3 separate regions of the Sus scrofa genome follow, and regions 1 and 2 are each linked to region 3. Evidence: chromatin contacts called from public Hi-C and HiChIP or PLAC-seq data. All regions are on one chromosome and are shown on one strand. The core of a region is the stretch at or near the end of the contact, and the rest is flanking DNA. Distances in the headings are between cores, read along the strand shown. Region 1 overlaps NTNG1 (netrin-G1). Region 2 overlaps VAV3 (guanine nucleotide exchange factor VAV3). Region 3 has its middle 390 kb from the start of NTNG1.

Region 1 (4,175 bases), core at 1,366-3,865, 200 kb after region 3:
ATTCTTCTGAAGAGCATTGATTTTTTTTTTTATTTGCCTCAGTGTGCAGTGAATGTGGCTGGCTAAATTCAAACTGCATACTCTGTCTCCTCTGCAATAGCCACTGAAAGGTCAGCTCTTCTAGCTTTAGCTACTAGGCTGCTGGGAGATTGGCCCACACACTAATGGTTCAGAGGTTAGTCAGAGATTTAGGAAGAGGTCATACACAGCATTCAGGGTTTTCCCCCTTTCAGACTGTCTCCTTTTCATATCTGTTTCTTTACGTAGTTGCTGTGGTTGCCTCAACCTGTTCTCTGGTTATTCAAGTTAATAAGACAAGAAGATTTTCCATCTGAAGTTTTAGCTGCATCTCCCCTCCTCTACCATGCATAGCATAGATAAGCCCTGTCCTTAGAGAACAGCAGAAAAAAGAAAACTCATCTAATACTCTTCCTTTCTTTCAAGTACTAACTCCCGGATAATATCTGCCTGCTTCTGGTCACTCTCCAGGGCCTTCAAATAATTGTTTTGACATTTAGTCCAGAGTTTGTAGTCATTATTTTTAGGAGAGTTAGCAGGATAGGAAATGCTTGGTGATTACCAAAAGAAGAGCCCTTGTTATAGTTTTGGGAGGTGTTTAGAACTACCTGGAAATCCTGAATTGGGGAAGTGAGACACCATTAAACAACAGAACCTCCCTGCCTTGGCCTCTTAAGTGCTTGCCTGGGCAAGTTTCCATCCCAATTTCAGACAGATCAGTTTTCTCAACATCATTTGCTGAAGACTCCTTTTCCCATGAATGGGCTTGACATCCTTGTCAAAAATCATATATGTGTGGTTTATTTTGGGACTCTTTATCCTATTCTACTGCTATATGGCTATCTTTATGACAGCACTACACTGGTTTGATTATTGTGCTTTGTAATAGTTCTGAAATCAAAAAGTATAAGACTTCCAACTTTATTCTTTTTCAAGACTGCTTTGGCTATTTGGGGTTTATTGAGATTCCACATGAATTTTAGGATAGATTTTTCTGTTTCTGCAAAGATTGTCATTGAGCTTTTGAAAGAGATTACATTGACGTATAGACTGCTTTGGGCAGTATTGATATCTTAATAGCTTTCAATCTATGAACATGAGATTTCTTTCTTTCTTTTTTCTTTCAAAAGCTTGTTTATTTTTTATTTTTTTTTCATGAGATTTCATTTACATGTGCTCTCTTCAATTTCTTTTGACAATGTTTTGTAGTTATTAGTATACAAGTCTTTTTCCTTCGTGGTTAAGTTTATTCCTAAGTATTTCATCTTTTGATATACTGTAAATGAGATTGTTTTCTTAATTTCCTTTTTGAATTGTTCATTATTAGTATATAAAAACACAACTTATTTTTGTGTGTTGGCGTTACGTCCTTCAATTTCGCTAAATTTTAACTTTATTTTTAAAACCAATTTTATTTAAATGATATATAGTCAATGAATAAAATGTGAAAAATACAGAAAGGCACAAATAAAAATTACCCAAAATTCCACCACTGTGAGCTAGGCATATATTTTCTCTCTAGGCATTCATTTTCTCTCTCCTTCATTCTCACAATCAGCCTTTTATTATTAATGTTTTAATATAATTTTGCTACTTAAGAGTTTATAATCAATTTATTTTAATAAAGACATATGCTCACAAAAGGTCACTACCTGTTTCCATGTCTCTTCAGCTCAAATTCTTTGCAACCCCAACCCTGACTTTATCAATAGATAAATTGATAAGATAGTTTTTATACATTTTAAAACTCTTTGGTTATTGGACCAAGAAACAAATACCATTTGAAGGCAACTTTGGGATATATGGTGATATTATGATTTTACTAGATATTTATTGAGAGTGGGCAGAAGAGTCCGTTTCTTTTCACAAACTTGTCTTCACTCAGGAAAAGAACTAAGAGTCTTTCTCGTCTTAAAAACATCAATCAGGCAAATAATAGAAGAAACAATGTGTGTCTGAATAGGGTTATATTATCCCAAACACATAAATTACTCTGATATCTGAGGTAGATAAATTTTATTCCCTAACTTTGGACAACTGGTTGAAGATGAAATCTTTGCAATTTTAGTATATTGGATCAAGTGCCATTACCAAAAATACTGTGCAAAACTCCAATTCCCTTGCAGTTCTGTGTAAGGAATACACAAAGGCAGCCACAGGATGTCTAATGGGAAGAGTACAGATTCTTAGAATGACTGATCTGCATGACGCTCAAAAGAGAATTCCACACCCATTCACTCATTCTCTCATTAAATATTTCCTGAGTGCCTATTATGTGCCAGGCCCAGTTCTAGGCACTGAGGGAGGATCAGTGTGTAAAACACAGGTTCCATCCAGATCTAAATTTTGGTTATGTAACAATATCATCCTTGGCTAATTCATTTAACCATGCTGTTTCACATCTAAAAAAGAGGGTGTTAGATTGCATTATTTTCATGGTTTCTTTCAGTTCTAAGAGAAATGATTTTGCAATGCTATGACTCCATTTGGCATACATGCTGCCTATTTAATTCCAATACAGGAGTTCATGAGGCTGTCTCCTCCCAGCCTGCCAAACTGCTGACCTCTTAGACTCCCTGCTCCCGTCATCTCTTGGCCCACCCTCCCCCCATCTGTTCCCTGTTCTCAGCAGTACTGGAGGATCTATAATTATACATGGATGTCACCAATATGTTGTAACAGCTTTGCTTCCCTGATATTCTAGCAGGACCAAATGAGTAAAAGCAGCCAGGGCAACCACACGATTCTTAGATGAGACAACATCCCTTAGCTGTATACTATTTTAGTTTTTCTGCGCTGTCATTTGTTATGCATTAACATCCCTCAGGAGCAGAAGAAAGGCGACCCACATTTAACTAAAACTAGCCTGTAGTTTCAAGAATATCTTCCAGAGCAAATGATAAATACAAAACTAATACATTAAATATTAGTTAATCTTATTTTCCTTTACACACGATTTTAGTTTATTGCTGTAATTAGAGTTTGAGGAGCTACATCTGAGAGGAATAAAAATTCTCTAGCATCTCTATTTATCTCTAAAATGCACCAGATTGTACCACTTGGCATTTCATTTTTTACATCTTTGCTGACTCTTCCATCACAATTTCTCTAGCTTAAAAATAAAACAAAAATATCCCTATCAATTCCAATAGAATAGCGAATTTCCTATAACCCTTAAAGATATACAGTACTCCCCAATGTTCAAAAATTAAGAGCAAGAGTTAACAAAAAAAGGTACTCCCTATCAAAGCTGGCCTTTTACTAAGATAGTCTCATTTTCTTCGCTCAATGTAGCAACGATATAGAAGGATGATAGCTAAAATTAGACCTTGCTGTGAAGTATCAATCTGTTCTTAGCACTGCAAATAGTTCAAACACACACACACACACACACACACACACACACACACACACAATGTTTTATTTCCTTACATCATATGAAGTGTCCAATGATATTGGAGATTGTTACCTTACATGAGATCTGTTAACATGCTTTGAGGGTATTAATAGAGGGATTTTTTTGTTAAGTAAGTTTGGGAGGCTCTGGTTTAATAAAATGGAAATATCCCTTTACTATAGGACATCTCAGGGCCTTTAATATGTTGATATATATTGTGATTCTCGTAGCAGAAAGTATTGCAAACAACATTTCCCAAATGTCTTTGACTAGCATAGTCTTTATTTGAAAGTAATTTTCTGAGAAACCACACATCAAGTATAATACTCTCATTTTGAAGATGAGGAGACTCTGCTTATAATGATGGGGACTTGCTCTTGCCTCACTGAGTTATTAGCGCAGCCAGAGCTAGAACCTATTTCTCTTGACTCCTAGCCAATGTTTCCTTCTAAAGTAAGATAAATAATGATTTTGAGATCCTACTGCTTTGCCCTCTGTCCTCTCAATACATTCCTAGCACATTATCAGTTGTCTAAAGCACCAGAAAGAGCTGACATGGTAGCTATTCCAATTATATAATATTGTGAATTGGGATCGATGGACCCAATTCACAATGATGTTTGTGAGGCTCTTATACTACACATTTCAAACCTAATCTATTCATTCATTCATTCAATGTTTTTCAAGTAGTAGTTTAGAAAAAACTCATTAGCCAAAGCACAAGCAATTTCAAAGTTTTTCCATGAAAAATGCCATTTGT
Region 2 (3,824 bases), core at 629-3,128, 200 kb before region 3:
GGGAGGATATAGGACTTAGACCAGTTCTCAGGGCTCAGGTGCTCAGAGCCACCCACTTCCTCCGTCCACACTCCTGATTCTTTGGGGCTTGCTTGATTGTTTCCACCCTGTCAGACGCAGCGGGGAGGCGCTATTCCTTCTCCACTTTGTACGTGAAATCCAATCACTGTCTACATTTGCGGTACTGATGGTCAAGGGACACTCATTCCATGGGCCCGCCATTTCCTGGGTCCCCTCGACACCCTCAGTGGCACTGGAGTGTGACTTTCCCCACCGGGGGCCACTCCCTGCAGGGGGCCAGGGCGCCTGGCTCTGCTTGTCTTGTCGGGAGTGGCTCTTCGGGTCAGAAAGAGAGCACCTCCCCAGCCATCCCGGGGTTTTACAGGAATAAAGCTGCGTCATGTTCCCCGTCAGTTCAGGATTAAGAAATCTGATGAGTGTGGTTTTGCTGTTGATTGATGAGACATGCACGTTTGTGACTTCACGGCATGCATGGTTTAACATTCTCTTGTGCACCTTTACAGGCTGCCTTTGTTTATATTTTTGCCCAGATGGGTATCCCCCAATATCTGCAGGAAGCTATAGGTCAGAGAATTCCGTAGCAAGCCCCAGGTACTGCTGCCGGGCTGCTACTTCTGCTGCTACTAGAATAATAGGACTTCCGCCTCTCCCTCCTCTTCTTTGTTTTCTTGGTCGGGAGGTCTGTCGGGATCTTTTCAAATATATAAATAAGGAGTAATACCACAGCCATAGATAATATGTAAGCGAATGAGTGTGGTGTGTTTCCAGAAAATCGGTGGTGTCGTTAGCAAAGCCTGTCTTCCGGCACCAGGGTGATGGTTTCTGCACAGGGACTGTACCGAGTATGTATAGCCACTAACAGATCCCAGCTGTCCAGGTGCCACCTTGTGGCTTTGGGCACAGGTATGGATTTCCTAGCAGCCCTCATTCCTGTTTCAGTCATCAGGAGGATTTGGCTGCAAAATGGTCTCCTTCACCAAAACCAGAACAAAAACACCTGGGTGAATTTGATGTAGTTGGCATTATTCGGTACTGCCCCACCGAATATCAGAAATAGTCTGCTCAGATAACAGACTGGAGCTACTCAGGGTTCACTAAGTTTTCTTGTGGTTTATTGGGAACGACGAGATCCCAAGAATCCAGGCAGTGGCAGCTAGACGGTTAGCTTGTGGTTTGACTCAGTAGTCAAACCACATCAGCAAGAATAGTTTTTGAATCAGTGATGGCTCTTTGTGCTCTTAAAATGTTTTCTCCCCACCAGTATTGACATCTATGCCCGTTATTTATTCTGAAATTCCCATGTTGGGGAGCACCCCGAGAGAGAGTAGAAGGGGTTGAAATAAGACCATGCTGGTATCAAGAGTCAGCCCCAGGGTGAGCCTTCCTGGACCAGCTGCATGTGCTGGTGTCATTTGACTGTGATGACACCTGCTTTGGCATTTTCTGAGTGTTCAAAGCCCATCAGTGTCTATTTGGAAACTGGTAACGTTGCAGGCACAACTACCAAAATACCAGTCCATCAAGCATCTCTGTATTTGCCTCCCCACATGTGTGCTTTATTGGTTTTGGGGAGAAATTATTTACTCTGAAGACAACCTTTTATTCTTTCTCCTTAAAAAGCTCTCATGACCAGTTTTTAATATGAAGAATTTGTTTATGGACACGAAATCTATGCCAACACGATCCACAGCCCCCAGGCTGTGCTGAGCCTCGTGCTCCTGACCTATTCACATTAATCTCCCAAGTTGAAGCAGTGCAGCTCTCCCCGAATCTAATGTATTGTCTATAACCTTTCAAAATTGGCAGTTAAGTCCGTATAGGATATGATACTGCAGTTTCCTGGCAGCAATAAAAGGAAGTAGGACACGGGACAGTGCTCAGAAAAATCACAGCTGTCATAAAATGGAGTCTTTCAGGAGCCTGTTTGATCCAGAGACATGCAAAAGCATTTCATGCATGACAAAGCATTCGTAAATATTAAATAGTATTCTTGTTCTGTTATTGCCTGGCGGAGATCAACCTCTCTCCTTTTTCGCTGCTGGTATTTAATACTTATTTGACATATTTTTGGCATTCCTGAGCTTGCTTATAAGGGAGGAGAAGCCATAGGCAGAAGGAAGAATGAAAGATAGATATCAAAATTTCCATCAACAAATAAATATTACTCTGGTTACAACTAAATGCAAATAAAATTAAGCTGAATCAGTGTTAGTTTCTCTGACATTTTCTAGCAGTGCCTTTGATCTACTGTGTGTTGGGGGGCGGGGGGGGGGCAATGACAGAGATTTTAAAAAACCGTAATGTTTCATAACCCCATAAACACTCAGGAAAGATGTTTAAAACGCCTCTTTTCCAGCCATTTAGCACTTGAGCCTTTTTACAACTTCTTTCCAGTTCTGTGCTTGAATGCCTCTTGTGATAAGGAACTCACTACCTCTGGAAGGATTTGCTCCGACTTGGCTTAGCTTTGACTGTAGAGAATTCTTCCTTATAATGAATTGAAACCTGTCTGTTCAAGTCTCTCTTCCTAATGTCCCTTCTTGGACTCAAATAGAACATGTGTCTTTCCCCTATATGGTAATCTTTCAGATATTTGAAACATTCTAAGTCCATGTTTTAAACATTCTTTTCCTTTGAATAAATGAAAAGAAACTTAATTTGGGAAAATTCTTTCTTTAAGTAGTTTAGTAGAATGCTAATCTGATCAGATAAAGGTGTGGGTGGCTTGAGTCTTTCATTTCAATCCAATATTAAGGGCAGGGTATCATGCTAGCTGCTGTCATCCCCACAAAAAAGGTAAATGAGACAGTTGTAATGTTCAGGGTGTTTAGAAATCAATTTGGAGACTTCTGATTAAATTTTAGGTGGCATTTTTTTTTCATTTTTTTTTATTACTCAAATGAATTTATCACATCTGTAGTTGTATAATGATCATAACAATCTGATTTCACAGGATTTTCATCCCACAGCCCAAGCACATCCCCCCACCCCCCAAACTGTCTCCTCCAGAGACCATAAGTTTTTCAATGTCTGTGAGTCAGCATCTGTTCTGCAAAGTTCTGTCTGTCCTTTTTTCAGATTCCACATGTCAGTGAAAGCATTGGATGTTGGTGTCTCATTGTATGGCTGACTTCACTTAGCATGATAGTTTCTAGGTCCATCCCTGTTGCTAAAAATGCTGGTATTTCGTTCTTTTTGATGGCTGAGTAATATTCCATTGTGTATATGTACCACATCTTCTGGATCCACTCCTCTGTCGATGGACATTTAGGTTGTTTCCATGTCTTGGCTATTGTAAATAGTGCTGCAATGAACATTGGAGTACATGTGTCTTTTGGAGTCATGGTTTTCTCTGGATAGATGCCCAGGAGTAGGATTGCTGGGTCAAATGGTAGTTCTGTGTTTAGTTTTCTGAGGAATCTCCATACTGCTTTCCACAGTGGTTGCACCAATTTACAATCCCACCAACAGTGTACTATGTTCCTTTTTCTCCACACCCTCTCCAGCACTTCTTGTTTGTAGACTTTTGGCTGATGGCCATTCTGGCTGGTGTAAGGTGGTATCTCATCGTGGTTTTGATTTGCGTTTCTCTAATAATGAGTGATGCTGAACATCTTTTCAAGTGTTTTTCGGCCATCTGTATGTCTTTTTTGGAGAACTGTCTGTTTAAATCTTCCGCCCATGTTTTTGATGGGGTTGTTTGTTTTTTTGGTATGGAGCTGCAGAAGTTGTTTATAAATTTTGGAGATGAATCCCTTGTCAGTTGCTTCATTTGCAAAGATTTTCTCCCATTCTGTAGATTG
Region 3 (4,278 bases), core at 1,128-3,627:
ATTTAAATCTAATGGGCAGGGAATGCTAACTAATTAGACATGAAAAAGAGTGGAGGCATTGGAAGAAATGAAAGTGTTGAATTAAGCTGGAGAGCTGTGTTTGAGAAAAAGCATTGTGAGACAGAAATCCAGCCATGTTGAGGTTTGGGGTGCCATCCTAAACATGGGGACCATTGAAGGCTTTGAAACAGTCAGGTGACATAATCCCATGTGCGCCTTGTAAAATCCTCTCTGGCTGCAACATGAGAATGGATTGGAAGAGGTCAAGAGTGGACACAGGGAGGTGTGGTGAGAGGTGTCTGCTACAGTGCAAATAAGAAGTGATGGTCAGAGCCTGGGACAGCTGCATTAGAGAGAAGGACATGACCTTAGAGCCTATTGGAAGAGGAGTGGGGTGGTTAGGAAGGGAAAGGGGTTCAAGGCCCTCAGGGTCTGCCTTGAATAGCAAGTGTAAGCTGTTTCCTGGGATGCAGAGTGATGGGTGGTGACGGTGAGACCAGGGAGAAGGTTCTGAGTCAGCTTCTGACACATCGAGGGTCAGAGAGCTATACATATGCAACATCCCGTGGTGACATTCTGGCTCAGGAGCAAGTCTGAGCAGGTGCCACAGATTAAAGGGCCATTCGTTTACAGACAGATGGCGAGCCAAGTCACCGGGGCGGATGGGATCACGAGGAAAGAGGTGGGCTGACTCAGGAAGGAGCTCCGGGACAGAGTGCCACGTGACTCCAGGATTTCAAGGCCTGGGTCACGTAGGCAAAAGAGCCTACTCGGAAGTTAGGAGAAAAACATCGGGTCGAGGAACCCAAGCGAAAGGAGAATTTTACAAGGGAGGGTACAGTCAGCTGTGCCAAACATTATGAGGCCATCAAGCAAGGCAGGGACTAAAAGTAAACATTGGAATTAGGAAGGTGAAGTCCGCTGGTGAGAGCAGGTCCAGGGGAGCGCTGGGGCGTAAGACAGATAAAAACTGTGGTGACAGCTGGAGGGAAGGGGATGAAGTGGAAGCAAAGGGTAGATACTGATCAAAAAATGTAGCTGTGAAAGACTCAATCCGTGGAGAGAAGCTGCCCAAACAAGCACGACTATTTTTAAGGCGAGTAAGACTTAGTGGCTGAAATGGTTGGAGGGGGCAGTGGTCAAGGAGTGGCTGCACAAACTGTGGCAGCCTCAGATATTGTGATTTATAATAAGAGTTATTTGGTCATTCAGAGGACCAAAATATATTCCTCACAGATACTGGTTCCATGGTTCCTGGATCACAGCTCCCAAAACCTTTGGAATTTCCTGAGCAAAAAATGTAGTGGGAACAACTTTTGTCATAATATTTGATTCCCTGGCCTCAGTGCCTGAGTCTCTTCAGAGCTCTAGAGATCAAACGTATGTCTTGTTATTCAAAACAAGCCCCCTTTCACCATAGCTGGATTTATATTAATGAGGTGAGTTTGGAAAGCACCTAAGAGTGGGGGTTGGTTTCCAGGGGAGCCAACCATGTGATGAGTGGGTTGGAACTTGAGCCCCGAGCCCCCTGAATACCCCCAGTCTCCTGGGAGGGCTGGAGATTACATTCAATCACCAGCGGCTGATGATTTAATCAGTCAATACAATGAAGCCTCCATTAAAAAAATCCAAAAGGAGAGAGTTTGGAGCGCTTCTAGGCTTGTGCACAGGTGGAGACACGGGAAAGCGAGGCACTGAAAAGGCATGGACACTGCACACCCTTTCCCCAGCCTACTAGCCGGGAATGGGGCTGCAAAGACCAAGGGAGGAGCTGAGAACCGGGGGCCAGGGCTGCAGTGGATCAGGTAACACGAGACCCTAGAGAGGCCACTGAGCACCTTCTGGAGGGTCCCAGAGCCACTGGGACTGCAGCTCAGAGGGCACTGGGGGGAACAGTGGGGAATAAGGTCTGAATTCCACCCTAGGCTCCAGGCTCCCTTCGGTTCTCACGAGTCATTTTGAGGTGGCTGGACGAGATGCCGAAGCTCTTTCTGGTTCTGAAATCGTGATTCCCAGAACTTTTCCAGGAATTAAAGCCAACGATAACCAAAAACTGACCTCCTCGGGAGCATGTTTTAAGGCTGGTTCACTAAAGCAGCCACACAAGCGGTGTAAAGAAATCTTGATCTTGCCAAGAGTCTTTGCTGTGAATCAATGGAGTATAAACACAGCAGCCGGAGGGAGGGAAGCGCTGGACCCGGGCCCCTGTGTGCTGCCTGCTGCCCGCTGCCCTCTGCGAGCTGCCCCTGGAAGCACGAGAGCCCCAGGGGCCTTTAAAACCTTGCCCGCCATCAGGAGGGGGCTGCTGAGTACTGAGCTGCTGGATGAGGCTGGATGACTGCTTGTCCAAAAATTTCTGGAAAAATTCAGGCAAGTGGTGGCAGCTGAACTAGATGACCTTGTGGTTATTTTCAACCCAGTGATTCTTGTATCCTCCGAGGGAGACCTCATTCCTGTTGCTAATTTTGTCATGTTTCCCATGGGGATTCTGTTGCAAAAGATTTCTGCCCTGATTTCCACTCAGGGGTCACTCGGTTGGCTTCTCTCCTCTGCTTACAGATCTTTCTCTTTAAAGTTAGGAGAGGTGAGGCCCCTGACCTTGATGTGCCAGCTGAGCTGAGTTTCTGTCTCCTTCCAGATCCTTCTTGAACCCTTTATTTCCGCAGGGAGGAGCTTCACCATGTGAGGCTTGAAGTCAGGGATTCAACAGATGTCTGAGAGTGGGGGGCAGAGGGTGAGTCCCAGGGTCTGGTGAGAGGAGGCTGTGGCTGTGCACTGCATCTCTCACCACGCCCCATCAGCACCCACAAGAGGGCACATGGCAAGAACTGGGGTGCTGGGGGCTCTGGGCAGGGTGAGAGATGGTCCACAACTCCATGCTCGGCCTCCTCCACCCTTTCTGCTCAGTCTGCATCCCGGGCACGGGGTCTAGCTCTTGGCCTCTGCCATGATGACGCAGCGCGTCCCAGGAACCAAGGTGAAAGAGAAGACCGGCCTCCCTTCAGGGCCCCTACGGCCCTGGCTCAAAACTCTGTCGGATAGTAGGGGCAGAGTGTGGGGAAGGGGTGGAGGCCAAGTTGCAGGTTGCAGGGATGGGGTGTAAGAGCGCTGCAGGAGGGCTGGACTCCTCTGAGTGTGTGTGTGGGGGGGTTTCAAACTTTACCTTTTGCTGGAAGAGCCCTGAGGCTCTAGGGAGACTCTCCCAGCTCCTGTGTGCAGACACACCAGTGTTGGCTCCCCTCCAGTCCTTCCAGCCTGGCCTCCATCTCAGCTGCCCACCCCCTCCCTCTGGGCTCCGCCTGGGACCTATCACCTTTCAGTCTAGAGGTAAGTTTAGGCTGAAGGGCCCAGCCCTTGGGTCACCGTGGCCCTTCCTCAGGGTCTGGTCTTGCACATCTCACATCCACCTTTGTCCCATGTGAAGTGGCGTCTCGCTCCGTGGTTGCTTCTGGTTAGGAGAGGAGTGGCAGCAAGGAGACTGTGCAAATTGCTTGGGATCTTTGTGATCCCAAATAACTAGTAAACTCAGGGACCCCTTGCAGGTTGGGGATGGGCCCTGAAGACGGTTGATCTTGTTTTCTTAGGGGTCACCATACTCTATAGTGACCTGCGGGCCTTGGGCCTGGCCTTTGCTCCTTTACTAAGCAGACAGCAGAGGAAAGAAGTGGAGCCAGAGCAGAATCAGCTCTGGGCTTTGGAGCCTGTGGCCGCCTGTAACAGAACCCCTTGGGAATGTGGCCGCCTCTACTCCCTGGGATGGAACAGGTGCCCGCCTTGGTCTAGACGGCGCATGCGTGTGCGCATGCATATGCGCGCATGCGCCTTCCTTACAGCATGCACCTGGAATACCTTATTTCCACCGTCACCGGGGAAATGCCTGGTTCTCTAATAGGAATCAAATGGACAGGGAAAGGCCTCACTGTACAGGAGGGTGAGACAGCAAAGGTGCGGGCTGAGTGGCAATAGAGAGGCTAAATCAAAGCAGCAACCTGATCCTTCAGGCTGGTGGGTGGTTGTGGGCACAAACAGCCAGGCTAGGGCAGGAGGCCACTAGCCAACAGCCAAATCATTGCCACTCTTGACCTACACTCTAGTCCAGTGCTCTTTCAGGAGGAGGGAGACAGAGGGGCCTTGACCAGCAGGCGGGGTGGAGCGGGGCAGGGCAGGACGGGGGATGACTTTGCCTTTGCGGCAGAGATGCTGGACCTACTTTCTGCTGGGCCCCTGCCACGCTTAGTCTCTTGAGCTTCACTAAAACATTAACCACCAGTCATGTAT

What was found. A called contact is a pair of places that touch in the nucleus more often than the background predicts. HiChIP or PLAC-seq counts read pairs in DNA pulled down with a chosen protein or histone mark.
Region 1: a Hi-C map of skeletal muscle shows a contact between it and region 3, with 5 times the contacts expected there. The contact joins two enhancer-like sites. A contact is called at or near these places in 3 of 47 Hi-C or Micro-C datasets (psoas muscle and skeletal muscle) and 1 of 2 datasets of contacts at active chromatin or transcription factors (skeletal muscle).
Region 2: an H3K27ac HiChIP or PLAC-seq map of skeletal muscle shows a contact between it and region 3. The contact joins two enhancer-like sites. A contact is called at or near these places in 11 of 47 Hi-C or Micro-C datasets (alveolar macrophages, embryonic fibroblasts, fetal heart ventricle and 6 more) and 1 of 2 datasets of contacts at active chromatin or transcription factors (skeletal muscle).

Annotation. Positions count from the first base shown.
Region 1 is chr4:112,425,931-112,430,105 of Sscrofa11.1, forward strand. All of the region lies in intron 3 of NTNG1 (netrin-G1), which reads right to left. Among named protein-coding and RNA genes, the nearest start is that of NTNG1, 190 kb to the right of the region's middle. Within about 2 kb of position 2,616, at least 3 of the 83 cell types and tissues checked have an H3K27ac peak or open chromatin away from gene starts, as enhancers often do. A contact at or near this core is called in skeletal muscle, where this site is marked.
Region 2 is chr4:112,031,128-112,034,951 of Sscrofa11.1, forward strand. All of the region lies in intron 16 of VAV3 (guanine nucleotide exchange factor VAV3), which reads left to right. Among named protein-coding and RNA genes, the nearest start is that of VAV3, 210 kb to the left of the region's middle. Within about 2 kb of position 1,879, at least 5 of the 83 cell types and tissues checked have an H3K27ac peak or open chromatin away from gene starts, as enhancers often do. A contact at or near this core is called in skeletal muscle, where this site is marked.
Region 3 is chr4:112,227,459-112,231,736 of Sscrofa11.1, forward strand. No RefSeq gene overlaps it. Among named protein-coding and RNA genes, the nearest start is that of NTNG1, 390 kb to the right of the region's middle. Within about 2 kb of position 2,378, at least 12 of the 83 cell types and tissues checked have an H3K27ac peak or open chromatin away from gene starts, as enhancers often do. A contact at or near this core is called in skeletal muscle, where this site is marked.